Regions from separate parts of the Danio rerio genome. Here region 1 is linked to region 2. Evidence: chromatin contacts called from public HiCAR-type data. All regions are on one chromosome and are shown on one strand. Each heading gives the region's core, a stretch centred on a gene start, on an enhancer-like site or on the middle of the called end of the contact. The rest is flanking DNA. Distances are from core to core; before and after follow the strand shown.

The links. HiCAR-type assays count read pairs that join an accessible place to other places.
Region 1: a HiCAR-type map of caudal fin shows a contact between it and region 2, with 5 times the contacts expected there. The contact joins the promoter of mrpl3 here to the promoter of dync1li1 in region 2. A contact is called at or near these places in 1 of 18 Hi-C or Micro-C datasets (an unstated tissue) and 1 of 4 datasets of contacts at active chromatin or transcription factors (caudal fin).

The regions. Positions count from the first base shown.
Region 1 is chr19:21,449,005-21,455,999 of GRCz12tu, reverse strand. mrpl3 (mitochondrial ribosomal protein L3) reads right to left here and starts at 3,894. Exons shown (of 11, transcript NM_200007.1): 1 at 3,689-3,894; 2 at 3,149-3,218; 3 at 3,037-3,070; 4 at 2,634-2,725. The coding sequence starts at 3,783.
Region 2 is chr19:21,278,076-21,285,323 of GRCz12tu, reverse strand. dync1li1 (dynein, cytoplasmic 1, light intermediate chain 1) reads left to right here and starts at 1,369. Exons shown (of 13, transcript NM_001102428.1): 1 at 1,369-1,472; 2 at 1,699-1,772; 3 at 3,917-4,033; 4 at 7,048-7,248. The coding sequence starts at 1,369.

The DNA of each region.
Region 1 (6,995 bases), core at 2,645-5,144, 170 kb before region 2:
TTTTATTTAATGCGATTTTATTATATCGATATTTGTAATTCTTTAAATTATATTTTTAATATACTTTGGGCTATTTTATCAAGATATGACACTATTTAAAGTCTACGAAAGTGGGCACGTTTCTGTTGTGTTCATATTGTGTATTATCTTCAAAATAAATGAAATTAAAAAAAAAAATTTAAAAGCCGCAACAGAGTTGTGAAGGGAGCGCTCTTGCTCGGTCTCACACACACATACAGGCATTTAAACAAGCACAAAATACACCTTTTAAACTAAATAAAAACTCTCGAAAACCTTTACTGTCTGCTGTGTCTTTAATATGGTGTAAATATTATTATGTGTTATTAAAACATCAAGGAGAACAAAGAAAAGAATGTCACTATAAATGAAAACTACTTTATTATTTTATGCAACACCCTTACATTTAAAAGAGAAACATAAGGGTGATCATTCGCAAAAAGACCCCCAGACTGTAAGGCTAGATGTTTTCTTTCCCTTATTTCTTTATTTGTTTGGCGCATGTACTCATGTGCGATTGGAAAACTGCCCGCCTCTCCTTTCACTCCGCCCCGAAGCCCCAGTGGCCCTCTTTGGCCCAAGGTATTCGGCGGGCCGAAAAAGGCCCTCTGCTGGCCCCAAGAAAGCCCCGCTTTGGCCAGATTAGGCCCCGGAAGTGATAGTGGAAACGCGACTGGCCTTGGCTCACTCTTTTTAGGCACGATAGTGGAAACCAGTGGAATACCAGTTCAGTGCTTAACAAGCTAAGTATCTTTATCTCAGCATACAGCGTTTCTACACTTAAGTGAATTTGGATGGAAAGCCTCTGTGGTGATCAAACTTCTTACGCTGTGAAACAAAGTTGACCAAAAATAAAATTGTAAGGCAACTGGCTGCAGAGCTTGTTCACTTGATGCAACTTAAATTAAGCCAAGACTAGTACTTGGGTTAAAAGTTATTAATTCATTCATTCTCTTTTCGGCTTAGTCCCTTTATTAATCCAGGGTCGCCACAGCAGAATGAACTGCCAAAATATCCAGCACGTTTTTATACAACAGATGCCCTTCCAGCTGCAACCAATCTCTGGGAAACATCCATACACACTCATTCACACTCACACACTATGGACAATTTAACTTATTCAATTCACCTGTACCGCATATCTTTGGACTGTGGCGGAAATAGGGGAACCCAGAGGAAACCCAAGCAAACACAAGGAAAACATGCACGCCAACTGACCCAGCCGAGGCTCAAACCAGCAACCTTCTTGCTGTGAGGAAACAGCACTACCTACTGCGCCACTGCATCGCCGGTTCAAAGTTAGGTCAACTCAAAAAACCTTTGCAGCAAGTTATTTTTTATTTTTACAGTCTTTGAGCAGACAATAACAAGGCAAACAAAGAAAAAAAAAAGATTGAAACATTTTTTTCTTCTTTTTCTTCCATTTGTATGTGATCCCATGTAATTTGTGCACCTCTTGCATGATATAATAAAAAGGCAGGCTAAAATGTGCTCAGGAACAGGATGTGTGGACAAACATGGTAGTCCAAAACTCACTTTTGTGATAAAACAGATTTCAGGTTTTGTACCCAATGTGAAACATTATGTTCCTTATCAAATTAAGGAAATACTGAACTCAAGAATAACTCAGTGTGTAAAAAATAATCAGTGAAAGGTTGAGAAGGACATGTTGTGTCAGGAATGCTTTCTGCAGCTGGAGTTGTGTCTGTTATATATATGGAAGATTGAAAGAAAATGTTTATCAGATAATCCTTTGGCAATATTTGTTCCCTCTGTTCATTGCACAGTCAGCCAGCAATTTTCATGCAGGACAATGAGCCACCATAGCATACCAAAATAGGCCAATCAGTTGCTTCAAGATTAAAACACTGAAATAATGAAGTGGCCAGCCCAGAGTCCCGACCTAAACCTGACTGAAAACCTGAGCAAAATCCTTGGGGACAAAGTTATTGAAAAGAAACCTACTACAGTCATTTTGGAAGAGACTGGAAAAGTGAATAAAGACCACATCAGTGCAGTGTGAGAGAACAGGGCCAGTGTCAGCAGATTTTCTTAAGTCTATAAAAGCATGGGACAGAGTACGTCCTACACTTTTTTGACTTCAGTAAACTTCAGAAACATAAGTTTTAATCTTTTATTGTATTACAGTTCTCTAAATTTGGTCAATGTGCTTCCCACAAAATAAAGAGTTTTGTTTGACTGACTTAAGTCATTTAGTAAAAACACTGGTCTATTAGCATGGTATAGCAAAAGTTTCCTCCTCACCAAGTTATTATCCTTGTTTTATTTAAAACCTTTATGGGTTTTTTTTAACAGAAAAAAAGGTACAAGTTTTGAACAATACTTTTTTTGTCTTTTTCATTTTTTTCATTCATCAATTGTTATCCAATTTTAATACCCACTGAATAAAGATATATAATTAATCACAATAATATACATTGGTCAACATCTAAAGTGATTCAAAAAAAGGTCATCAAAACTGTCCAAAAACTAGAATGTGTATTGTTTAAAAAAAATTTACTTTCAGGACAACTTTGATGAAAGGATTAAGTGCACAGCAAATATGACAATTAGATTTGAATTGCAATAGCTTTTACTTGTGCAGTGTTTATTACCTGTAGCATTGTAACAACGTGTCTCTCTCCAGATTTGCTCCACACAGGCATCATTCCAAGTTTAATGGCCACAAGACCAACTCTCCGACTCCCTGAGGAGATGCAGGTTACAATTTAATGGGATCATATAAACCATGAGTCTCAAACTCGATTCCTGGAGGGCCACAGCTCTGCTAAGTTTTGTGCAATCCCTAATTAGAACACAACTGATCCAATCCAAGTAATAAAGGTGTTCAAGACTACTAGAGACTATAAAGCAAGTCTGAGTTGAAAGTGGTTAGAGCTAAACTTTCAGGAATTAAGTTTAAGATCACTGATATAAACTGAAGTTTCATGTAATGAAGTACACAAATGCAACACATTTATGAAGACAAGCAGCAAGCGTCCTGGAAGAGTGACCCACCTTCCACCCACTCATGTCTGGGCCAGGGCTCATCCTTAAGGGGGTTGAGTCTGTCCTTTGTCATTTGATCGTATTCCTCTGCAGTTAACTTCTTCAAAAAGGATGCATTATCCTCCGTCAGGTGCTCATCCCACCATGTGTTCGACCGATGCGTCCTCACACATTGAATAACAGGAGCTCCGCTGTCAATAACGTGATAAAAAACTGTTATGCACACACAAACAATATATATATATATATATATATATATATATATATATATATATATATATATATATATATATATATACACACCCACATACATAAATATTATATTATATATACATACATAAACACACATTTGACGGCTAAATAAAATGTAATGTATACAACGTTATACACACACACATTATATATAAATATATACATACATACATACATACATACATACATACATATGACCACTGACGGCTAAATAAAATGTAATGTATACAGCGTTAAACACAGCGATTCAAATATGCATTTATTACTACCATTATTACGATCAACTTTAAAGCTTAAACTAAATTTAAAATGCAAACTAATATCAACGAATATCCTTGACATGATCCCGAGTTAAACATTACATTATGATGCTAATATTTTGTATCAATGTAAATAACTTGTCAAATACCTCTGCAGCGCTGCTCCACATCTGAAAACGAATACTGGCCTTCCTCTTAAAAGACCATCAGCAAGTCTAATAAACCTACACGTCAGCGCGGTCATTTTTATTTTTTATTACTATCATGCAATATACTACAGCTTGATCTTTTAGCACTATCGCTTCACTGTAGTGATCATGTCAGTCTCGTGTTTGTCCTGTAGCAGAATGTCATTCCTCCCACTTCCTGTGTTACAGGGAAATACGCTCGCTGATCGCTATGCTTCAAAATATTGTTCCTTTGAATTAATCTAGTTCCAATCATCAATTATCTATCATTACAGCTTTGCAACAGTTTTGAATTAAGTTTTAGGATTTAATAAAACTGTACAGCAGAAACCTAAACTTGTTTGCTAGCACCTCAGTCTTGACGACTTGTCCGACTTGTTGCAAAGAGTATAAAACACACTACCAAGTTTTTAAGATGCGACTGTTGACAGACAAGCAAGATGACAATAATAATAATAACAACAACAACAACAACAACAATAATAATAATAATAATAATAATAATAATAATAATAATAGTTGCCAAAAACCGACGCAGTGGCACAGTAGGTAGTGCTGTCGCCTCACAGCAAAAAGGTCGCTGGTTTGAGCCTCGGCTGGTTCAGTTGGTGTTTCCGTGTGGATTTTGCATGTTCTCCCTGCGTTCGCGTGGGTTTCCTCCCAGAGTCAAAAGACATGCTGCAGGTGAATTGGGTAGGCTAAATTGTCTGTAGTGTATGAGTGTGAAGGAGTGTGTATGGATGTTTCCCAGAGATCGGCTGCAGCTAGAAGGGCATCCGCTGCATAAAACATGTGCTGGATAAGTTGGCAGTTCATTCTGCTGTGGCGACCCGAAAGCCAAAAGAAAATGAATGAATGAATGAATGGCCAAAAACTATTTGACCATTCTGTGATTTGAGATAACAACAATGATCATTTTCTTCCCTTATTTCTAAGTTTATCAAAGTTTCTATTAAACCATGTTTGTGGGATTCTTTTTCTAAAAATAGGAGTCACAGCAAAGTCAAAAGCTGTGTCTCAGGGTGCAATAGTGTTATAGCGTTAAACACTAAAAGCGATTCAAACATGCATTTATTATTATCAACTTTAAAGCTTAAATTAAATTTAAAATGCAAACTATTATCAACGAATATCCTTGACATGATCCCGAGTTAAACATTACATTATGATGCTAATATTTTGGGCCGTGCATATCAATGATCTCATGTGCAACATATTAGTCTACATCCTCTGAAAGATGTAGACTTCCAAGGTGAGTCCTTCAAAGTCCACACAGACTGAAACAAAGCACCTTTAAGGGCGGCCCGGATTGGCTGATCGGGAGGACCGGGAGTATTCCCAATGGGCCGGTCCATTTTTTGGCTGTGAAGGCCAGTGTCTCTTGCTGCCTGCACACAGCAGTCACACTTTTTTATTTATTAATTTATTTATTTGACCATAGTATCACTCTTTTTCTTCATTGTTTTACCGCAGCTCCACTTTTTACATTTATTTTCACGCAGCCCCATGAGCAGGATGCAGCCTGTTGGTTAATGATGATGTCATTAGACTCCCCAACAGCGGCACTTTGTTCATCAGCTAAATCATTTGTTAAGAGTTACGCAAAAGATGAAAAAAAGATCATAAAAAGCGCATAGATGGTGCTGGAAAGGCCAGAATTAAAAAAAGCTGGTACGTTTTTCGTTAAAACCAGCGGCAGCACAACAACACACGAAGATGATGAAACGATCCGTAAGTTAACGTTAAGCTAATTAGGAGCTGTGCAAAGCAATGATGTCTGCAAACCACAGTTTATGTACCAAACTTTTTCTTGTACAGCAGCAGCCTCTTGTCCAGTTTGCTGCTAACAGTAAAGAACCAGGCCCCATAATGTTACCAAGCACCAAACAGCTCAACACACTAGAATGGGCATGTAGGATTGTCATTAAGTGAATATAAGAATTAAAATAACTAATACAAATGAATATTACACCTCCTCAATGAAAAATTCCCAGAGGCCATTAATAAAATTAGATGATTCAATAAATTAATAAATCTGGCTGAAGCGATCATTAGAAAGTAATACTGTGGTTTAAGGCAGATAACAGTGCAGTACTTGTTTTTATTCTTTATTTGTGTTTAAGGACTGGATATCTGTGAACAATTTTGCACAGAATTTATATTCAGATATTGTAGAAAAGGACATTATGATGCTTTAAATAATAGTGTTGGAGATTTACCATTTAATGTTCTCAAATTAATAAAAAATTGAAGTTATAAAGCAGCTGTGTCCTTGAAAAAGACATGATATAGTGTCATTAGAAAATTCAATACATTTAATTTGAATCTTTTTTATACGTATAGCTTAATATATATTTTTATTTATTTGATATTTCTTTTTTTCAAGATTTGGATATTTATGAGCACTAATTATTACAGAAAATAGATTCTTAGCTGTAAAACATTACATTACATAAATCTTCACTGTGAAGTACTGAATTGGAAATTATGTTATTTTGATATAGTCAGTCGTGAACTGAAGTGGGCCACACTAAAATATTGTCTCATTTCAAAATGCTTGTTTCAGTCAAAGACTAAAGCAGATTTTGTGTGACTCAAAAGTTCAGAAGTAAAACGTTCGAGGTTACAGAAGTAACCCTTCGTTCCCCGAGGAGGGGAACGGAAGTGCCATGAAATGAAATGGGAGGATTCGGATCAGAAGCCGCTTGTCTGGAGAGTATTGAACGGGCCAATGAATGAAATTAACTGGCAGCGTAAGCTTGCGCAGGTGTGCGGCATAGGCAATTAGCCCAGCATATAAGCGCACCTGAAGCCAGCAGACGCTATCCTTTTAAGCTGAAGATCCTTTCAAACAGCTAAGGGACAGTCATTATGGCGACGGAGTATGGCACTTCCGTTCCCCTCCTCGGGGAACGAAGGGTTACTTCTGTAACCTCGAACGTTCCCCTTCGGTTGGGGAACTTCAGTGCCATGAAATGGGAGAAGTATGGAAAGCGCCATAATGACTGCACCTTACCAACACCCCCGATGAGGAGATAGTCAAGCAAGCGTGACGCACCCACATCATGGGGGGCGCGGTCCTCCAACGTGTCCCTGGCCCTAATTTATCCTACTTCAACAGAAGTTTTACGGATTTAGATATATTTTTTGGGAAGTCGTGAGCATCTAGATAATTCTAGGAAATACGACAGTACGTTGGGAAGCGTGCAATCCCGATAGGGAGGACGCTGCGGAGGCCATCCGTTACCCAAGGGGGGGATAGATGGCA
Region 2 (7,248 bases), core at 120-2,619:
GAAATGCACAATGTTGATTAGTTTTACAATAATAAAATGTTTGCATGAACACTTTGCATATGCAGTACTTTTGCTAGCTCATGTGCATAGGGGGAAAAACAAAAGGTGTGGATATCAATAATGAAAATGTATTTTTCAGAAAATGTTTACCATATGTTTATTAAAATGTCATAAATGTTTAGTTTTGTTTTATCAGTTGTTTTGTATGGAACTTAATAATTAATGTTTATGAGTTTCTTTAAACATATTCTTTTAAGTTATGTTTACAAAAGATATCTGTATACCCTTGTGTACCTTTTTTCTGACAGTGAAAGCAAATTACAAACTGGCCAGCACATTAAACTTTCTTCAGTCAGAATTTGAGACACTAAATTTGGCACCAAAACTGCCAAATTCGTTGTCCCAGGTTCTGTACCAATGACCGACACAGGATTCCGCTTGGTCTTAAAGCTTTTTTCAATGTGTTATATTTACAATTTATTATGACATAGCAGTCAAAATAGAATAAATGAGCTAATGTTTGGGACAAATTCTCGACCTTTGTCAGTGAGGGGTGGGTCTATCGAACAACCCAAACCCCCTTATACAGGCCTGTGGTATTTGATTAATTTCAGGGCAGAGCGGTGGCTCAGTTGAATGCACGTCACCTAACACTAAAAAGGTTGCTTTGAGTGGTTTGAGTTTGGGTGTTTCCAGAAGGGCATCTGACGGATAAAACATATTCCAGAGTAAATGGTGGTTCATTCAGCTGGGGGGACCCCTGGTAAATCAGGGACTTTGCCAAAGGAATGTGAATTTTGGGTCATTAATGTGAATGTGAGGTTTTCATAATCCTTGACTAGGCTGTATTTTGAGCAACTGCTGTGATGGTTATGGAGGAGTGGTGAGCATGAGACTGATCCTTGTAAGACCACAGTGACAGACGAATCCTCGCATTGATCCTGAAGGGCCAGCCTGTACACAAGTTGGTGACCTCTCCCACCTGGACGTCCAGCGCTTTCCAGCCTTTTATAACATTTCAATATTTTAATAATCCTTAATAATAGGAATCTGAAACGTATTGATTTTTAAAGCTGTTGAGAACCTTTAAGCAATGAAAATGATAATAGATGTAAAGAATTCTTTGTGAAACAATTTAGAAAGATTTTTAGATTTCTTTAGAAGTGCTCTATTCTATTCTATTCTATTCTATTCTATTCTATTCTATTCTATTCTATTCTATTCTATTCTATTCTATTCTATTCTATTCACCTGAGATTTGGGACTGTGATTGCGGCTCGCCATGGTCCACGCCCAGCAAAAAAGCAACGCTCGGTTCTGTGCGAAACATCCGGGGCTCTTTCAGGGGTGTCACTCAAGCCTGCGAAGATGGCGACGACGGGCAGAAATACACTCCTATCGGTTAGCACAAATGTAAATAACAGCACTTCCGAAAGCCAAAACCCCGAGGAGGAGGATGGACAGAATTTATGGTAGGCTTAGCCGGACATTTTATCCTCCATTCAATCTTGGGTGTATGGTCAGAACGCAGATTTATATGGCTCAGAGCAGCATGTGACAGTTGTTAGCGGCTAACTTGCAAATTGCCCCAGCCGGGCAGGTACACAGGCCAGCCTGAATCAATGATCTCACTGATGCATGTTTCTAAAAGCATTGTGATTTAACATCTAATGCCACACTATGTTCCTCTGCGTTCAGGTCATCGATACTGAGTGAGGTGTCGACGCGCTCACGATCAAAATTGCCGTCAGGAAAAAATGTGGTGGTCATGGGTGGGTGTTTTTCTTGCCTCTGTCACGCAAAAATGCTGTTTCATGTGTGTTCTGCATCCCATTGTTTTGCATCCACTGGCTGGTTATCGTTGAACAACATAACAGCGTTAAGTAAACGCAATGGTTTGAACGTAACAACTCGCTTGCTCCGCCTGTGCACTGATGTGATTGTACGTTAAGTGTGTTATTGAGCACACGTTTATTGTTATTGAGCACACGTCATTGTCTAACGTTACATTCATCGCTGTCAGTCCCCGCTCGCTCTAAAAACATTGTCCTTTGAGTTTATCTACCATTTTTATAATGTGACATTAAATTCCGTTATAAAGGTTTGCATATGGTATACACTGTCGGGTGAATAGAGATAATCCGCACTCTCAGACACTGGACGTGTCTCAAATGCTTTCGTGTTGCCTATCTAGACAGCACCATAGGAGTGTTCCGAAGAACTAAATGCAAGACTGCTACATAACATGCTAATAACAAAGCAGATGTGCTTGCAATGAATAGAAAGTGCTGTCTCGTTGTCTTTTAGAAACGATAATGCTGTCTATGTAGGCAGCTCGCAAGGTTTTTTTAAACACAGCCAGTGACTGGCTCTTGTTTGCAGTATCAATGGGTGGCGTCAGACATATTTGTCATACAGACTTTGTTGGATAAAAGAATTTAATACAAATATAAAACTGTATTATTATTGTGAGGTATTTTTTCTTTACAAATTTGCATACTAATATACATAATGTGTTTGAAGTGTATTTGAAGAAATTCTCGAAAGTGGTAAATTAAGTGTGCATTTAAATATCTAATTTTATAAATTGTTCATTTAAATTGAATATAATAGATTAGGACATTTAAGACTTCACCTGTCAAAAATGAAAACATAGCATTATACATTTTGATTTTTAGTAACATATTTTGTTTTCAGCATTATTTTGCTAAAGTCTTATTATTGACTCTTAGTAGGTCTGAACAATAAATCATTTGAACATCAATATCCCAATGTGTATATTCGCAATTGTCACATTGTAGGACTAGATTATTTATTAAAGATTAAGATATTGTTGTACAACATTATTATACATTGATGACAATGTTATTCCATGCTTGATTGTTACAATTTTGTTTTTTAATTTTTAAACAAGTATTTTACAGTACTTTAGAAATGCTCAAAAATGTCTCTGGTAAATCAAATATAAAAGTTTGAAAACATTGACAAAGTCACACAAGTGGCAATTTTACATCGGTCACATATAATGGAGAGACAACACATCCATAACGGCATTTTTCCTCATAAATGCAAAAATGTCAAATAAAATAAAATGAATAATTTTTGTTCTATAGTGAGCCAGCTCTTATCCTTTTGATTAACATAATTTCTTTTTAGTTGTGCAGTTTAATTGACAGAATTTTTACAAAGTGTGTAAAAAAAACTCACAGACTTTTTTTTTTTGACACATCCATAACGCAAGATTATTTCCCCCATTTAAAGTATAAAAAATGATTGCATATTGATATTTTTATGATCCTGTAATTCTGTGGTTACTTGTTTTGGAAAATATAAACAGATGTTTTAATATAATGTTAACATATACTGTACTTTCTCTGTGAATTTATGTTTTGAGTTTTCACTGCAAATGTCACATCCATAACGCTGAATTGCTCATATGAAAAATATTGATTATATTTTATGCAGATTTCTGCATAGAAAAACACTTGATCACCCCAGTCAATCTGAATTCATGAAATCTTTCCAAATAGCAAAATTCTATTTATATTGCAGTAAAACAAAATATTGCAATTGCATTTTTTTTATATTGTGCGTGCAGCACAAACTGAGTAATTGCAAGAATATAATTATTTCATAGACTAAATGTCTATTAAAGATTTTGTAATCTGTTACAGGTCTTGAATTCAAATCTACATTGTGGATCAGTTCATCTTGTTAAATTAGTAATATGCTTTTATGAACATTAAAAACAGTGTACAGTCCATCCGTTGTTTTTATTTGCTTATGCTTGCATGTAGTTGTAAAAGCAGAGAGTGAGTAATTCAGTATGCATATATCCAGTTTATTTTTCAGGATCCAAATGTATCTCCTAAATGTTTAATATATTTATCTCTGTGTTAATATGACCTTTTAACAGGTGAAGTAGGGTCTGGTAAGACCACCCTGGTTGCGAAACTCCAAGGTGTAGAAGAGTACATGAAGGGACGAGGCTTAGAGTACCTGTATTTCAATGTTCACGATGATGATATTGATGGTAAGAATTTAAACATTGTCTATATAGATAGCTGGTTGTGATCTATTGCAACCAGTCAATAGACTGGCGGTTTTTAACACTGTTGTGTTTTGAAGTGGTGTTGTTGAAGTTTGTATTAACTTTGGTTAATAATCCTGTCATTATATTGTGTTAATTCCAAGTCAACACTATTATGATAAAACCTGGAAATGTAGATGGGTTTGGTTACTAGCCAAAGCATGAAGTGTAAAGTGTGTCGTACAAATACATACATACTCTGTTTGGTGTATATACAACTTTTACAGTTTAGTTTAATTTTGTTGTGAAAAAGTTTCATTTTTACCAGAATATTTTTTTTGTTTTGAAATTTAAATATTTCATGTTCTGTTTTTAACATACATATGCTGAAGTGAAATAAAAAAAACAATACTGACAGAACAATCATCACAATCAATTAGTTTTAAGCACGATAATCATCATTTCATACCTTATAGAGCAGCTTTAAAAGTTGTACATCTGTCCAAGGTCAAAAACAATTGACCTGTCTTGTAATGTACGTTGCAGCATCACCTCTATTGTTACATCATCTGCATCAGTTTAAGGATCCAATTTCTCTAAACCTCTCCTTTAAAAAGCATACTCTGCTTAAGTGTTGGTTAGATGGCTCAGTTTGTTGTGGAAGTTTACCATCTACAGCCTGTGTCGGTAACTATATCTGAATTTCAGCTCTGATTCAGCACTTGGAAAAACATAAAACAAGTAAGAGTCCAATCACGCCGAACACGCTTTTTGCATTGAGAGGCGCCTTTTTTAAATGGTTTACTAATGGCCGCGAGCCTTTTGTGCAATGCTTATGCGCCCTGCATGCCTACCATTTTTGTCATTGTGCACCATGCACTTCGCAATGGAAAAAAGTCTACTCTGAGCGGAAAAAGCGCGTTACATCAGTTGCATCTTTTTCATTCTCCAGTCAAATAAAAGCAAAGGCTTTGTCAAAAATCAGTGTTTGTGTTACCAAGACAACTACAAAGAGTTTTGAAGATGGAGGAGACCCTTGTGATTGCTGTTTTGAGTTATCCAGAGCTGTATGAATCAAATTGTGAATATAACGATAAATTAAAAATTTAAATTATATCAACAGCAACACTCAAACACATTACGCAGCTGATTCAGTCATTGCCTAGTGACATACAAAGTGCACCTCGCTTTTTTTTTTTTCTTGCCAACAAAAAAGGCAATGTGATGCACCTCGCGTTTTTGGAAAGTAAAAGCGCGTTCAGTATGATCAGCTCCTAACAATGGTGTTGGTTTTACTTTCTTAATTTAAAAGCGAGTCTATGTTAACATGCATATGCTGAAGTAAAATGAAAGAGCATACTGACAGAATAAATAGTCGACTCGAGTTGAATAAATGAATCGTGTTGGATTCAAATCTTTTGCTCAAACCCATCGACACTGCTACTTTACATCACCAAATATGTAGTTCCAGATCCGGTAAAAATGAAAGTGCTTTTCATTCAGACGCTAGGGGAGCGTGGGGGATTGTGGGACTGATCATGATGTGAAGATAACGATTACTGTCATATGTAGATTCGACTGGAGGGAATAAAGGGTTAAAGTTTATTTTCACAACAATACCGCAGTATAGCCAACCTAGTGATGTGTTTGTTCCTGTCATTTTTCTGATTTTGGATACAATAACCTACGCTGCCGGCCGGTTGCTATTAAAGGAATAAGCTGCAGAGGAATAAGCTTTGTCAGACTTTAACAGGGATTTTGTCAGTAACTGTTATAGTTCATATGGACCAGTTTCTTTTTTCTCTGAGTCATTGCCTCATTTTGTGAAGTTTGCAAAATATATGTTTATTGCGTGTTATAAGTGGTAATCGCCCCACGCGTCTTGTAATCACTTATTTATTATGCAGTGCTTATACTGTATCTTTCAGGTTAAACCTTCATGGGGCTATTCACATATTGTGTCCTTTACTGATTTAAATGTGTTTTTGAGCTCACGATCTTCTGCTGTTTGGCTTTGCTATGGCCACCATCAGCTGTTCTCACACATGCGGCACGGTCAATTTTGAGAATAGTTCAACTTTTGCCACTGTGAATTAATACTGAATGTATGCCATTGTTATTATTGGGGTTGGCGTTAAGAGTAGAATAATATGCTGATGTTTAACTGCATTGCTTTAATGCACTTCTGAGTTGGGTTCACGCATACACTCTGCACTCTAACTTCTTCAAAATTGTTGATGAGCCATGGTGGGCATTTCTCTCTGTTTGCACTAAACGCAGTCAACCAATCACAACAAACTGGGTCATCAGTCCAATCAGCGCAGGTCAGCTTTATGCTAAGTAGGGGTTAGGGAACAAACGAATCGCTGAACGAATCAAATGGAAGTCGTTGGGACAATTAGGTAAAAATAAATGCATATTATAAGACCAAGAAAGTGTTTTTTACCTTGCATGCATATCAGCCTGTTGTCAGAGACACCCAAAACCAAAATATGACTTTTTATAATGCAAAATAGGGTCTCTTTAATGTAAAATTACAGTATACATTATCATTTAATTCGTCTTTCATATGAAAACGTGTTCATAGAAAAATATAATTTTTACAGTTTATGTTAATAATATTTGTTATTGTGACCATGTAAATACAAATTTTATGTGACTAAATAACAATAATTCAAAGCAATTTTATCCAGAATCCAATTGATTTATCCAGAATCCAATAAAAGGAGACAGACTAAACATTTGTTTAGGCACCAAACCATTTCTTCTTTGCTTATAGGTACTTGCTTATGTACTTGAATAATATGTACAATGCATTTAACATATTTATTTGAATTTTCCAAACAGAACAAAATTCATATCCTACACTAATACAACACTCAACATTTAAATAACAATGTTGGGGTTTGTCCATATGTGACCCAACATTTTTTAGAGTGTGCATTTTTTGCAATCTTATGTATTTCCATGTCACCTCATGTAATATTGTAAACCTAATGAAACTTTTGTTTTGGTAGATCAATCACGGTGTAACGCATGGGTGCTAGATGGGGATTTGTACCACAAAGGTCTGCAGAAATTTGCTATATCGTTGGAAAACCTGGAGGACTCGCTGATTCTGTTTGTAGTGGATTTGTCCCGGCCATGGCTGGCCCTCGACTCACTGCAGAAATGGGGCAGTGTGGTGAGGGATTTTGTGGACAAGCTCAGAGTTCCTC